Regions from separate parts of the Sander lucioperca genome. Here region 2 is linked to region 1. A link is a contact called in public Hi-C data. All regions are on one chromosome and are shown on one strand. Each heading gives the region's core, a stretch centred on a gene start, on an enhancer-like site or on the middle of the called end of the contact. The rest is flanking DNA. Distances are from core to core; before and after follow the strand shown.

Region 1 (5,834 bases), core at 2,328-4,827:
GGTGATTCCCACCCCTAATTATAAATAGGCCCTTAAAATGAAATAAGTAAAAGTGAGCCGGCATACCAAGAAAACCAACATAATCCTCGAAGAAATGAGAGGACACATTTAACTCTCATGTGTGGCTCATATCTAGTCAATGAAATATTCCCATGCCTCAAACCCCATTTTCAGTAAATAACTGCACACAAATTCCATTTTGTTAAAAAAAATCTGTATATTAATAAAGTGACTTGAAATAAGAGTCAGAAATCAGTTTATATCAATTTCCCGTTACATCTCCTGTGTGGATAAGACACAAACATTATATAAAACCTAACCTGAACCACATTTTCACAGTACAGAATTGTTTTTTCCCAAGATGACACCTATACCCAAAAAGTTGCCAACAATTAAAAACACAGCAAGACCTGACAAACAATAAAAATGTAAAGTAAGACATGATTGTGTCTGTAAAAGTACAACCACAATTTAGCAAATTCATACACTTTGCAACTCTGCTGACGCATAATCTCAAGAAATTACAGTCATGAAATAGCCACAATTAGAATATAGAACAATAGAACATTCCCTGAAAGTGAAACTGAGAAGTGTAAAGCTGAACTTTGTCGCTATGCTTGGGTTTGAAAGTAGAGACGTTTGCGGAGGAAATTAAAGGAACCAGGCATTTGCTTGTAGAGCCCATTTGCAGAGTTTTGGGAGACTTCATTATTAACCTGGAAATAAGCACAATCAATAATCAGATGTGTTTACGTTTAATTAAAAACACTCTAAATTGTGAAGGAGATGTAATAGAGCCCTAGCTAATTCTGCCGGTATATTAAGAGAAGCTCACCATCATCAATATTGTGACCAAGTCATCGGTAGCAGCGTTTTCATCAAGAATACGGTCTAGTGTCTCGACGTACCAGGAGCCTGACTGGGTGTCTCGCCAAGAAACATAACCTGTGTTGGTCACATTAGGCATTAGGAAGACATACACAGCACATAGTCAAGTTTATCTCAAAATAAACACAGATGCGTGAATGCAACACACACACACATTGAGACACAAACAAACCGGGAAAAGTAGAGTAGGACACCAGAATGTCACTCGGGGTGGGCAGCGTGGCTCTGGCGTCCAGTTCATCGGACGTGCTCAGAGAGTCGCTGCTGGATGACATCGGAATGGCGTCCGTCTGATCATCTGCTCCACCGATGGATGGTTCAACCTCGTCAGGGGACACCTCAAAGCCTGTGTCTTTTTCACCTCAAGGATAAGAACAAATGTTTCCCTATAAGGCCACTTTAATTCATGGATTATGGCTTTTACACAGGCTTCATTACTTTGAGTCATTCACCAGTACGTTCAATGTTAGCTACCTCCTCCGCAGGCTTGGATGAAGAAAAGTTTGGGTTTGCCCTGTAAAGATGGACAATGCTGGCCATTGAGGTAGTTTGTGATGTGCTGAACTGGGACATGCTGTCCGTCCACACCATAAACGGCACCAGGGAAGCGGTTGTGATTCACCTAAAAACATAAATAGTGTTTATAGTAGTTAATAGTATTATAACAACGGAGACCCCGGACTGTTGAGCAACTTGAGTCGTACATCAAGCAAGAATGGGAAAGAATTCCACCTACAAAGCTTCAACATCATCAATCAACAACATCAACTTTATTTTGGTCCACCGGGGACAAAATAAAGTTGAAGTTGAAGTTAAATATAAGAATACATTACAATTCATCTGGATCTGAACTTGAGCAGGTCGGAGAGAAACATGACAAACACAGGACATGGCTTACCTCAGTCCCATGGGAAAGAATGATAACCACACAGCAGTCATATTGTGAATGGTCTTTCTTAGATAAAGCTGACAGTCCATGTTTGATTTGCTGAAATGCAGAAATGGCTGTTAGCTTTACGACCACGAGCTAAAAATTTTACATGTGGTGTCAGACACGTAAGCAGAAGAAATGACTCTTACTTTTTGTTTCAGGTTTGTCTTCACTTCCACAATAAAGTTGAGTGCCTTGAATCTTCTCTCCAGCTTGTCACAGTCTATGTTGGACCCTTTGCGATTGCTTAGGTCGGTCTTAGGTTCAAACTCTACGTTGTTTATGATGAGGCAATGTCCACATGGGTTGGCATCCATTTTATAGCTCTGACACACGCATATACACACACACACACACACACACACACACACACACACACACACACACACACACACACACACACACACACACAGGAAGCAGAGAAAGAGGCATGATGTAAATATATAATCTGAGCTTGCTTCTACAACATCTTTTGTCTTTCTGTTGGTTATAAAGTGGATGATCAATAAATGGTGCTTACCTGAATACTATCCCGTCGAGTTCTGCCTGTTGGCCTTGGTCTTATGTACTCCCTTTCAGGTGCTGTGACATAAGCATCAATATGTGTTAAGCATCAGGAAACTTCCCAGTCTGTTACCAGCATGTAAAAAAATCACATAGCTTACATGGACTGGGAGTAGTACTGGGTCTCTGTATTGGGTAGACAGGAACATCATCTTTTCTTTGCTTATCAACATCCATAGGAGGGGCTATTAAAGAAACAAAGAGCACATATGAGCCACCAAAGTGTTATACTATTATAAGACCAGAGTTACAAATTATTGTAAGATTTTTTTAATTAAGAAACAACTTTTTTTCCCCCCAAGACAGTTATACTAGTTAATCATATCATATCACACACTTACAAACTGGGAGAGGCTGAACAACAGGGCGGACAACCTGAGTGGGTGTTGCAGGCTGTATCTGAACTGCTGGAGCTCCATCCTGAAGAAGCTCTGCCAAACGGTGCTGACCTGTCTCCTGAAGGCACTCCAGAAATAATGGAAAGGCCCGACTTCCACGGGTCTCCAAGTCCCGGACTAACTGTCTGGCCTGGTCACGTCTGGTCCCAGAGCTCTGACAGGAGACACGGTTACAGGTGTGTATCAGCACTAACGTTACCTTAAATGCAACATGCACTAATGTAATAATTAACCTGAAACTTGATGCCGTAACTTAACGTTACACAGCTGTCTTACCTTTATCTCATCGATCATGTCTTGGGTAAAAACTCCTTTTTCAAGAAGTCCATCATAGAGGTTTGATGGGTCCAAATCTCTCACAAGATTGGTCCTATTGCGCTGAAGAATCTTCTTGTGGCTTTCCTCCATTCTTCATTCACTAATAACGACCTACGTGAGGGTAGGGAGAATTATCATAAAAGCTTACAGAGACAGTTGGTATCCTAAAAGGTGCACGGTAATCCCACTCGTTCGTGAAAGGGAAATACCTTGTTCCTGTACTAGAAGTGTTTCATTGGTTTCATTTCTCTTGCATTAGACATTTCCTTGTTTACATCACCGTTGTATGTGATTGGTCCACTGAGAAAAAACGGGGTGCGCTTGATTATATTTACCGCGCGCCGCTGCCACACGGCCTGTTTACCACAATACATTCACACTAAAAATCGCGTCACGACTAGTGATAAACCAAACACACACACAAACGAAGCATAGGATCTCACTAGCTAAATACTCAATCTCCCAAAATGAATTTCGACACTGGGCGCCTCCCCCTCCACTCCTGCTTCGCAGCAGCAGGTTGTGAGCTCACCCTGTAGGAGCTGTGGGATGCTGCTGAACACACCCTGTGCATTTCGCTATCTTTTCACATCAGTGTTAACCTATTTTATGCAGTCTATGGTGTTAACCAGCAGCTGAAGAACATTAAAACCTTCACCAAATATGTGGCGTAGTACCGGCTGACTGCATCTGCTTGAGGTGAATGGAGCTGTTGCGTTGAGATAGCTATAGCCTATATGTATCAACGCAACTAACCCTAATGGGAAAAAAAAAAAAAAAAGATGTATCCTCGAAGAATAACGTTTATGTCACAGCCTAGTGACATGTCAGCAGGTGTATTATTGTAATGCCTGTTGCTTTATGAGGTAGCTAGCTGACATGTATTACCTAGCTTGCCTAGCTTATGTAGTTAGCATGCTTATAATGTCATTTTCATTTAGCTAACGTTACCCGGTTGTCTTCTTCATATTTCATCATAACGTTATGCTATCGTCAGTATGGAGGGAAGGCTGTTTCAGATTTGCAAGTCAGCTAAAAGCTGTGTCATGATTTCAGGTCCTCAGAATTAACCCACTTTATAATCGTGATGGTGACACTTCTTTTTATGTGTTAAAGGTTACTGTGATGGCAGGGTCAAAGATGTCTGTGCCACTGGCTGTAGTGGTGGTCCTCTCAGTGCTGCTGACAGGGGCAACCCATGCTGGGCCTGAGATGGATCCATACAAAATCTTAGGAGTAACCAGGAGTGCAAGCCAGGCTGAGATCAAGAAGGTCTATAAGCGTCTTGCAAAAGAATGGTAAATCTTTTCAAAGAACACTGACCTGCTTTTATGAACCTCATTCAGTTCTTTACTAATACACATCTTATATCTCAAGGCATCCTGACAAAAACAAAAATCCAGGTGCCGAGGACATGTTTATCAAGATTACCAAATCTTATGAGGTTAGTCATTTTTCCAAATAGAAGTTATCAATACATTGTGCAGCTGGTGCATATCATGTGGTATGTGTTGAAGCTGCAAAGATTAATTGATTAATCGATTAGTTGTCAACTATTAAATGAATCGCCGACTATTTTCATACTGATTAATCGGTTAGGGTAGGTTTTTATGAAAACAAGTAAAAGTTATCTAATTTCCAGCTTCTTAAATGTGAATATTTTCAAGTTTTTCACTCCTCTAAGACAGCAAACTAAATATCTTTGAGTTGATCGACATTTTTCACAATATTCTGACATTTTATAGACCAAACAACCAATCCATTAATTGAGAAAATAATCAACAGATTAATCGACAATGAAAATAATCTTTGCAGCTCTAGTATGTGTATGTAAGCTGTGATAAAAAGCCTGTTACACATGCATAATATGTCTGCCATATTGATATTTGTTCTACCCGATATCTAGATCCTTTCCAGTGAAGACAAACGTGCCAATTATGACCGTTACGGGCAGACTGATGACACCCAGCCATACGGCAACGGTCGCTACGGTCAGCACCAGGACACCTTTAACTTCGATGAGTCCTTCTACAACTTTCCCTTCAACAGCAAGACCCAAAGGGACTTTGCTGACAGCAAGTACACGTTGCACTTTAAGCAGTATGTCAATGACGTGGTGCCTGACAGCTCCAAGAGACCATACCTGATAAAGATCACCTCTGACTGGTGCTTCAGCTGCATCCACATCGAGCCTGTATGGAAAGAGGTGGTGGAGGAGATGGAGACTCTAGGTTTGGCATTACCCTATGAATAATCCAGAATTATCCAGCAGCTGCTGTCTATGACATTGCGTACGGCGAGTTGAAAAGGTTGATGTGTGTATGTGTGTGGACATCCTGTCTTTGCAGGTGTTGGGATAGGTGTGGTGGATGTTGGCAATGAGAGACGATTAGCAAATCACCTCGGTGCTCATCGCACCCCATCAATTCTCGGAGTCCTAAATGGCAAAGTGACGTTTTTCCATTACGCTGTAGCAAAGGAGCACCTGAGACAGTTTGTAGAAGACCTTCTTCCTCAGAGACTTGTGGAATGGGTAAGTGATTCAATCTGTGTATGGAGTATATTACAGGGTGGACAACTAAAATATTGCTTTATATGTAAAATGCCGGTGAACAGATTGGTAATATATATACGGTAGATATATTCAAAATGAATTAAACATTGTGCATTTTCTATACTTTAAGGTCACAGACAAGAATGACCTGCACTTCTTGAACAGCTGGCATGAGCTCAAC
Region 2 (5,834 bases), core at 846-3,345, 170 kb before region 1:
GACTTCAGACATACAGTTAGAAACAACAGAACATAGCAGCTGTTAATACTTGCTCTTTATGCGGGCTGTTCTCCTGTATACAGGTTAACACACACCTTTCTGGAGCTGCTCTTCCTCTTTCTGGGCTTCAAGCTGTCAAGTTGACCAGGCATCTGCAAAGCAGCATAATGTGGTTTGTTTCATCCCATGTGGTAATAGGGCTGGGCAATACAGAGAAAATCAAATATCACAATATTTTTTACCAAATACCTCAATTTCGATACCACAACGATATTGTAGTGTTGACTATTGGTGCTTTCACAAAATATTTATACAATGTGATTTTTGATAAATAATCATTGGTAATGTGGATATAATGACAAAGTGGGTAAAGGCAAATAATAGAACAGTTACAACAGTCTGGTAAGTTCAGAAAATGACATCACTTTACTGTAATGCAGCCTTTAAAACCAGGAAAATACAACACTTATGCCATATCACGATATTACGATATCCAAAATCTAAGACAATATCTAGTCTCATATCACGATATCGATATAATATCGGTATATTGCCCAGCTCTATGTGGTAATACTCAATTATAGCAACCAGTTAATGAAAAAAGGTGGTTTCATTAAGCAGGGAGACTATTAAGCCCACCAAGCATCAAGCTTCCCTAGCTTTAGTGATATCACAAGCCAAGTAACGTTCCAAAACACAGCCCTTTAAGAGTAGGTTAAATTCAATTTATTGGTCTTTTTTTAATTTTATTTAGCATGTTAATGGTGTTATTCATGGTTTTTAGTCAGCCCTATGCTGTAAAGTAATGCTCCCAAGAAAAACACAAAATCAGGAGAAGACATGAATGGCCATATTAATTCATCATCTACTTTTCACTTTAAAAAGTAGATGTGGGAAAGACCTGCTGGTTTAGAATGAATCAGTGATTTATTGTTGCATCTTATTTTTAACTTTTTTTATGAGAATATGTTGAAAATTTTGAAATGTACACTCACGTGAGTACCTCTAAAACTACGATTTATGTGCTATAATTTTGAATCACTAGGATTGTATTCAGTCCAGCACTGGTTATGAAAATATTCATTCTGATCAGTTATGATTTGATACTATAAATAAAATTGAATTGAATTCTAATGCTTAAGATCTGTGGGGTCTTTACAGCACACAAGAGTACATTTGCGATGTTATCACGGCCTCCACTCTTTGTGCCTTTCACCAAACTACAGATTTTGAGTGGTGAGGGGAATGGAGTCAGATTTTGGATTTAGATAAGTGCACCATTTGACGTTTAAAGTTTATACATTTGTGAAACCCACCACGGCTCTGTACAGTCCCCTGAGCTGTTCATCAACAACCCTGTATGCTCCGCTGGCCAAACTCCTCCCACATTTTTTATATTATTATAACGTCACCAGCCATGACTCAAGACCTCGAGTAAACTCTGAATGTTATTCCAGTAACGTTATGCGTGTCAAATCAGTGCCCAATTGAAGTTAATAAAAAAACGGTTCATACTGTAACTAAATCTTAGGATAATACAATTGTTCCAGAAATGCAACTGAGCTTTCGACAATAATATGCAATGCGCATTGTTAGTAAATAAACCATCACGGCGGAAGACAACTAACGTTAACGTTAGGTCACGTAAGGTTAACGTTAATTCGCGTGGCACAAGAACGACTTTACCGTTGTCTGCAGTTATGGTAAAAAGCTAAGACTTTACCAAAACTAACGTTAGCTAAAGTGCCCGATAATTTATCTCGACATAGCAGCTACAAGGCTAACATGATAGCTATGAGCTGTAACTAACGTTCATTTACTAGCTAGCTAGCTGCCTGTTACTCAACTAGCTTAGCGAAACACCTACCTTGTGCATCATTTGCCGGCGTAATGCTTTTGTTTTTCAGCGACCCCGATATTCTTTAAATAAACTGGCTTTGGTTACAAATAACTATGCTTGTGATGATATGTGGCGTCTCCGCCTGTGCTGCAGTGTGCTAGTGTGGAGATGGAGCCGCCGTTTCCTGAGAGAGGTTCACTCTGAGGTCAGTGAGTCAATATTATGGAAGCCCATTTCCGCCAATGTGATGATTAAAAAAAAAAAAGATCCTGTTAGTCATTATAATGATAAACCTTCTCAAAATAACGACTATCAAAATATACTAAGTCGTTACATAACGTTACATATGCAGATACATATCTCATTATTTTAAGATACTATCTCATTATTTTTTAGATATACTAGTATCTCATTATTTTGAGAAAGTTTCTCATTATTGTGAGATACCATCTCATTATTTTGACATACTAGCTAAGTCATTATTTGGAGAAAGTTTCCCCTTATAATAGGTTCCTTGAGATGAGCTGCGCTTTGCCTGTAAAGTGGATGGTAGCAGCAGTAGCAGCAGGGGGAGGTGACAAGTAGGACAGTTTCCAGCCATTTTAAGCAAGGGGGTAAGCTTCGCTCCAGAGCTCGAATCTCCTATGGCGCCATTTTGATGCTACAAAGCGATCACCCGACGTTAGCATCCCATTGACTGCCATTCATTTTGGCGTCACTTTGACAGCGAATAACTTTACATCTGAAGCGTTTAAAGACTTTCTTTGTCCATTGTTTATTTCTAAAGAAACACGACAATGTATAAAATGCTCCATTACCTTGTACCTCACGTTATGGCTCCGTAGTATACGTTTTTGTAAAAATAGGCTAACGATTGTGTCATAACCACGCGACTTACTGTCGCATAGTAGAGGAATTACCGTATAGTACAGGAGAAGCTCGCAGGCAGTTTGGACTTACATTAGCTGTTTAAGTGTAATTACTAATGTTAACTAGCATTTTAGTTAGCAATAATTAGCCTGTGTCCACGTTATCTCCTTGCATATACCTACGCTCTCCTTCTCTGCAAGATTCTGAATGATTGAGATTTCTCTTGGCACAGCTACCAGAAGACTTACAACTTTCAGACACGTTGCTCACGTCACATTTACGTCGTTTCTCTCAGTTGGAGGCTGCGCAGTAACGCTCAGCGCTCACCGGAAAAGTGCTTCTAAAGGCCTTCACTGGTCTCCATCCAGAGCAACGGGATCTGTTGGTCCATTCTTATATACAGTCTATGATTTTAAGCAACGTTTGGTCTGTACAGGAAGTCACAGAAGCACTCAAGTCCTTCTGTATATCAGTTTGGACCACTGACTGTAAATATGAACAGTCTATGGCTTGGACACAGTCTCCAATTGTTTTGATTATGACCGAGTAGCCTGTTAAAATGCTGTTAGGCAATGTGTTGCTGATGTTAATATACAGCAGATCTGAACGTATAGTCTCTCTGACTACTAACTGTCACCATCAGCCACACAACATGTATTCAGCTGTTAATAGAATAAACTTTGGTTTGACTGGGTGGGGTCGTGTGAGGTGAGGTAACATTCCATAAAATGTCCACAAGAGGGTGGTAGAGTCTTTTTTTAATTCCACCCTCTCACAGTCATGTGATATACTGTGTATACTATGCTACTTACAGTTTGTGCCGTCTAGGAACAATAGAAATATTCTTAATAAAAAAAATAAAAAAATAAGTAGGCTTTATATCTTATTTGAGAATCAGCTTCAAAAATTAGCTACGTTGCAGTTGGCCACTTACTTAAATCACTAGCAGTAGGCCAAACAAAGTATTTTTTTTTATTATTATTTATTGCCAAATCCACACGTAAAAGTGCACATTTACTATTCTCGGACCCATCCCTAACTTGTATTTAAAAATTAAAAACTTTTGGTATAACGTTTTTTCTGTAAATGTGCATCAATATTTATTATGCTTTTGCTCTGTAGCCTACTGTTCGTTTTATATTTATGGCGCCCCATATATTTTTTTTCATTTTATTGTCGTAGGCTACCTTGTATCTTCTAGAATCTAGTCATGTGTACTCAATTAATAAAATTAGGATTATTGTTTAAATTATGTGTATTTTACTTCTGATTATTATAATGTCATTCAATGAAAAGCAATAGATAGACCAATAGAAAAAGTGTAGCTTGACGCTCGGCACTACAACGTGGTGGACACCTGGTGTGTGTGATGTGAGAAATCTGAAACCTGCTGGTTCTGGATCATTAGGGGGAGGAGATATTTAGGGGAAGGGGGGGGGGGGGGAGAGTATCCTGCAACAGGTCTCCAGTCAGTCCGAGACAGAGGACAGAGAAGCAACCCGAGGACATGTTTGGTATCCTGCATCATTTCATTGCACCAAGAAGCGATGTGCGACTCCACTGAGCGCCGTCATGGGCAAAAGGGGCCCCGGGGTCAGCGCTCTCACGTAGCCGAGGACGCAACCTCTGGTGTCCAAATGAGCAGGGACGGTGGTGATGGACTCCACTCGGGCGCACAGTTGTGAAACACTATGAAGGCAAAGGGTCCAGCATCTCAGGGTCTCTGGGCGCCGCAGTGAGAGCCATGGATCACTGTTTCCGGAGGAAGCGGGTCGGTCTGCTGAAACCCTTGCTGAGCCTGTCTCTAGTCTTTGCCTCTTTTCTCATGATCCACAAGCTGAAATTGGCAGAGAAGGACGGAGTGGGGGTTAAACGTATGAGGGATGCCGTTTGGTGCGGCTCCGAGTGTTTTTCATTTAAGAAGAGAGTCGTGAAAAATAGTTTGGGGAGCTCAGAGTCTCCAGTTCTTAGCAACGGACTGGATGCGCAGCGGGTCTCCAAAGGGACTCCGGCTTCCTGGGACGCGCAGGTTCTCAACTGCAGTGAGGACGCGTCGGTGAGGACCCAGGACTGGTTTGGGCGCTTGGACCCGAGATTTCACCAATTTGTTCTGCACAGACACTGCAGGTACTTTCCCATGCTCATCAACCACCCGGAGAAATGCGCGGATGGAGAGGTGCAACTCCTCATGGTGGTCAAGTCCGTTATCGAGCAGCACGACAGGCGGGAGGCTGTGCGTAAAACCTGGGGCAAGGAGCACACGGTGGATGGGAAGAAAATCAAAACTTTATTTCTTTTGGGAAGCCCGGCGACTGGAAAAGACACCAAGAACCTTCAGAAACTGATCGAGTACGAGGACATGATCTATGGGGACATCCTCCAGTGGGACTTCATGGACACTTTCTTTAACCTGACCCTGAAAGAGGTCAACTTCCTCAAATGGTTCAACATTTACTGCTCCGGCGTCCAGTTCATATTCAAAGGAGATGATGATGTGTTTGTGAACACGCACAACCTGCTGCAGCTCATCGACTTCAGAGTGGAGGAGCGCAAAGAGGCCGAGTTATTTGTTGGGGACACCATCTCCAAGGCGATCCCCATCCGAAACCGGCAGAGCAAATATTACATTCCCAAAGAGTTGTACGACAAGCCATATCCCCCTTATGTCGGAGGTGGGGGGTTTCTGATGTCCTCCCAACTGGCCCGGAGGCTCTTCGTAGTCTCGGAGGACCTGGAGTTGTACCCCATTGACGATGTGTTTTTGGGAATGTGCCTGCAGAAGCTACAATTGGCCCCAGAGATGCACCCGGGCTTCAGGACCTTCGGCATCACCAGACGCAGGGTGAGCCCCATGAACGGCGAGCCATGCTTTTACAAAAACCTCATCGTGGTGCACAAACTGAGCGCGCAGGAGCTGCTCAGGATGTGGAGCGTGGTGCACAACGAGGATTTGATTTGCGCTCAAAGGGTCTCCGTGTGATTGTCAATGTAGGCTATATAAAGGAAAGTAAATTAATTGACAAAAGCTGAACTAAATACACAGAAGACTTGTGTTTTTAATTTATCATACATGATGATATTTACACATCTTTGCAGAATCTACTGAGTCATGTAGTTCAGGGAG

What was found. A called contact is a pair of places that touch in the nucleus more often than the background predicts.
Region 2: a contact with region 1 is called in a Hi-C map of liver, with 2.5 times the contacts expected there. The contact joins the promoter of c12h1orf174 here to the promoter of dnajc16 in region 1. A contact is called at or near these places in 2 of 2 Hi-C or Micro-C datasets (liver and muscle).

What each region holds. Positions count from the first base shown.
Region 1 is chr12:10,822,551-10,828,384 of SLUC_FBN_1.2, reverse strand. It overlaps dnajc16 (dnaJ homolog subfamily C member 16), which reads left to right and starts at 3,577. Exons shown (of 15, transcript XM_031286502.2): 1 at 3,577-3,798; 2 at 4,216-4,397; 3 at 4,477-4,543; 4 at 5,006-5,330; 5 at 5,448-5,632; 6 at 5,784-5,834. The coding sequence starts at 4,225. It overlaps casp9 (caspase-9), which reads right to left and starts at 3,441. Exons shown (of 11, transcript XM_031286530.1): 1 at 3,309-3,441; 2 at 3,058-3,210; 3 at 2,725-2,935; 4 at 2,485-2,568; 5 at 2,340-2,401; 6 at 1,969-2,151; 7 at 1,787-1,876; 8 at 1,363-1,510; 9 at 1,061-1,249; 10 at 836-945; 11 at 244-716. The coding sequence starts at 3,189. The coding sequence ends at 612.
Region 2 is chr12:10,988,050-10,993,883 of SLUC_FBN_1.2, reverse strand. c12h1orf174 (UPF0688 protein C1orf174 homolog) reads right to left here and starts at 2,095. Exons shown (of 4, transcript XM_031286553.2): 1 at 1,868-2,095; 2 at 96-152. The coding sequence starts at 1,879. b3gnt7l (UDP-GlcNAc:betaGal beta-1,3-N-acetylglucosaminyltransferase 7, like) reads left to right here and starts at 4,162. Exons shown (of 1, transcript XM_031286534.2): 1 at 4,162-5,834. The coding sequence starts at 4,455. The coding sequence ends at 5,690.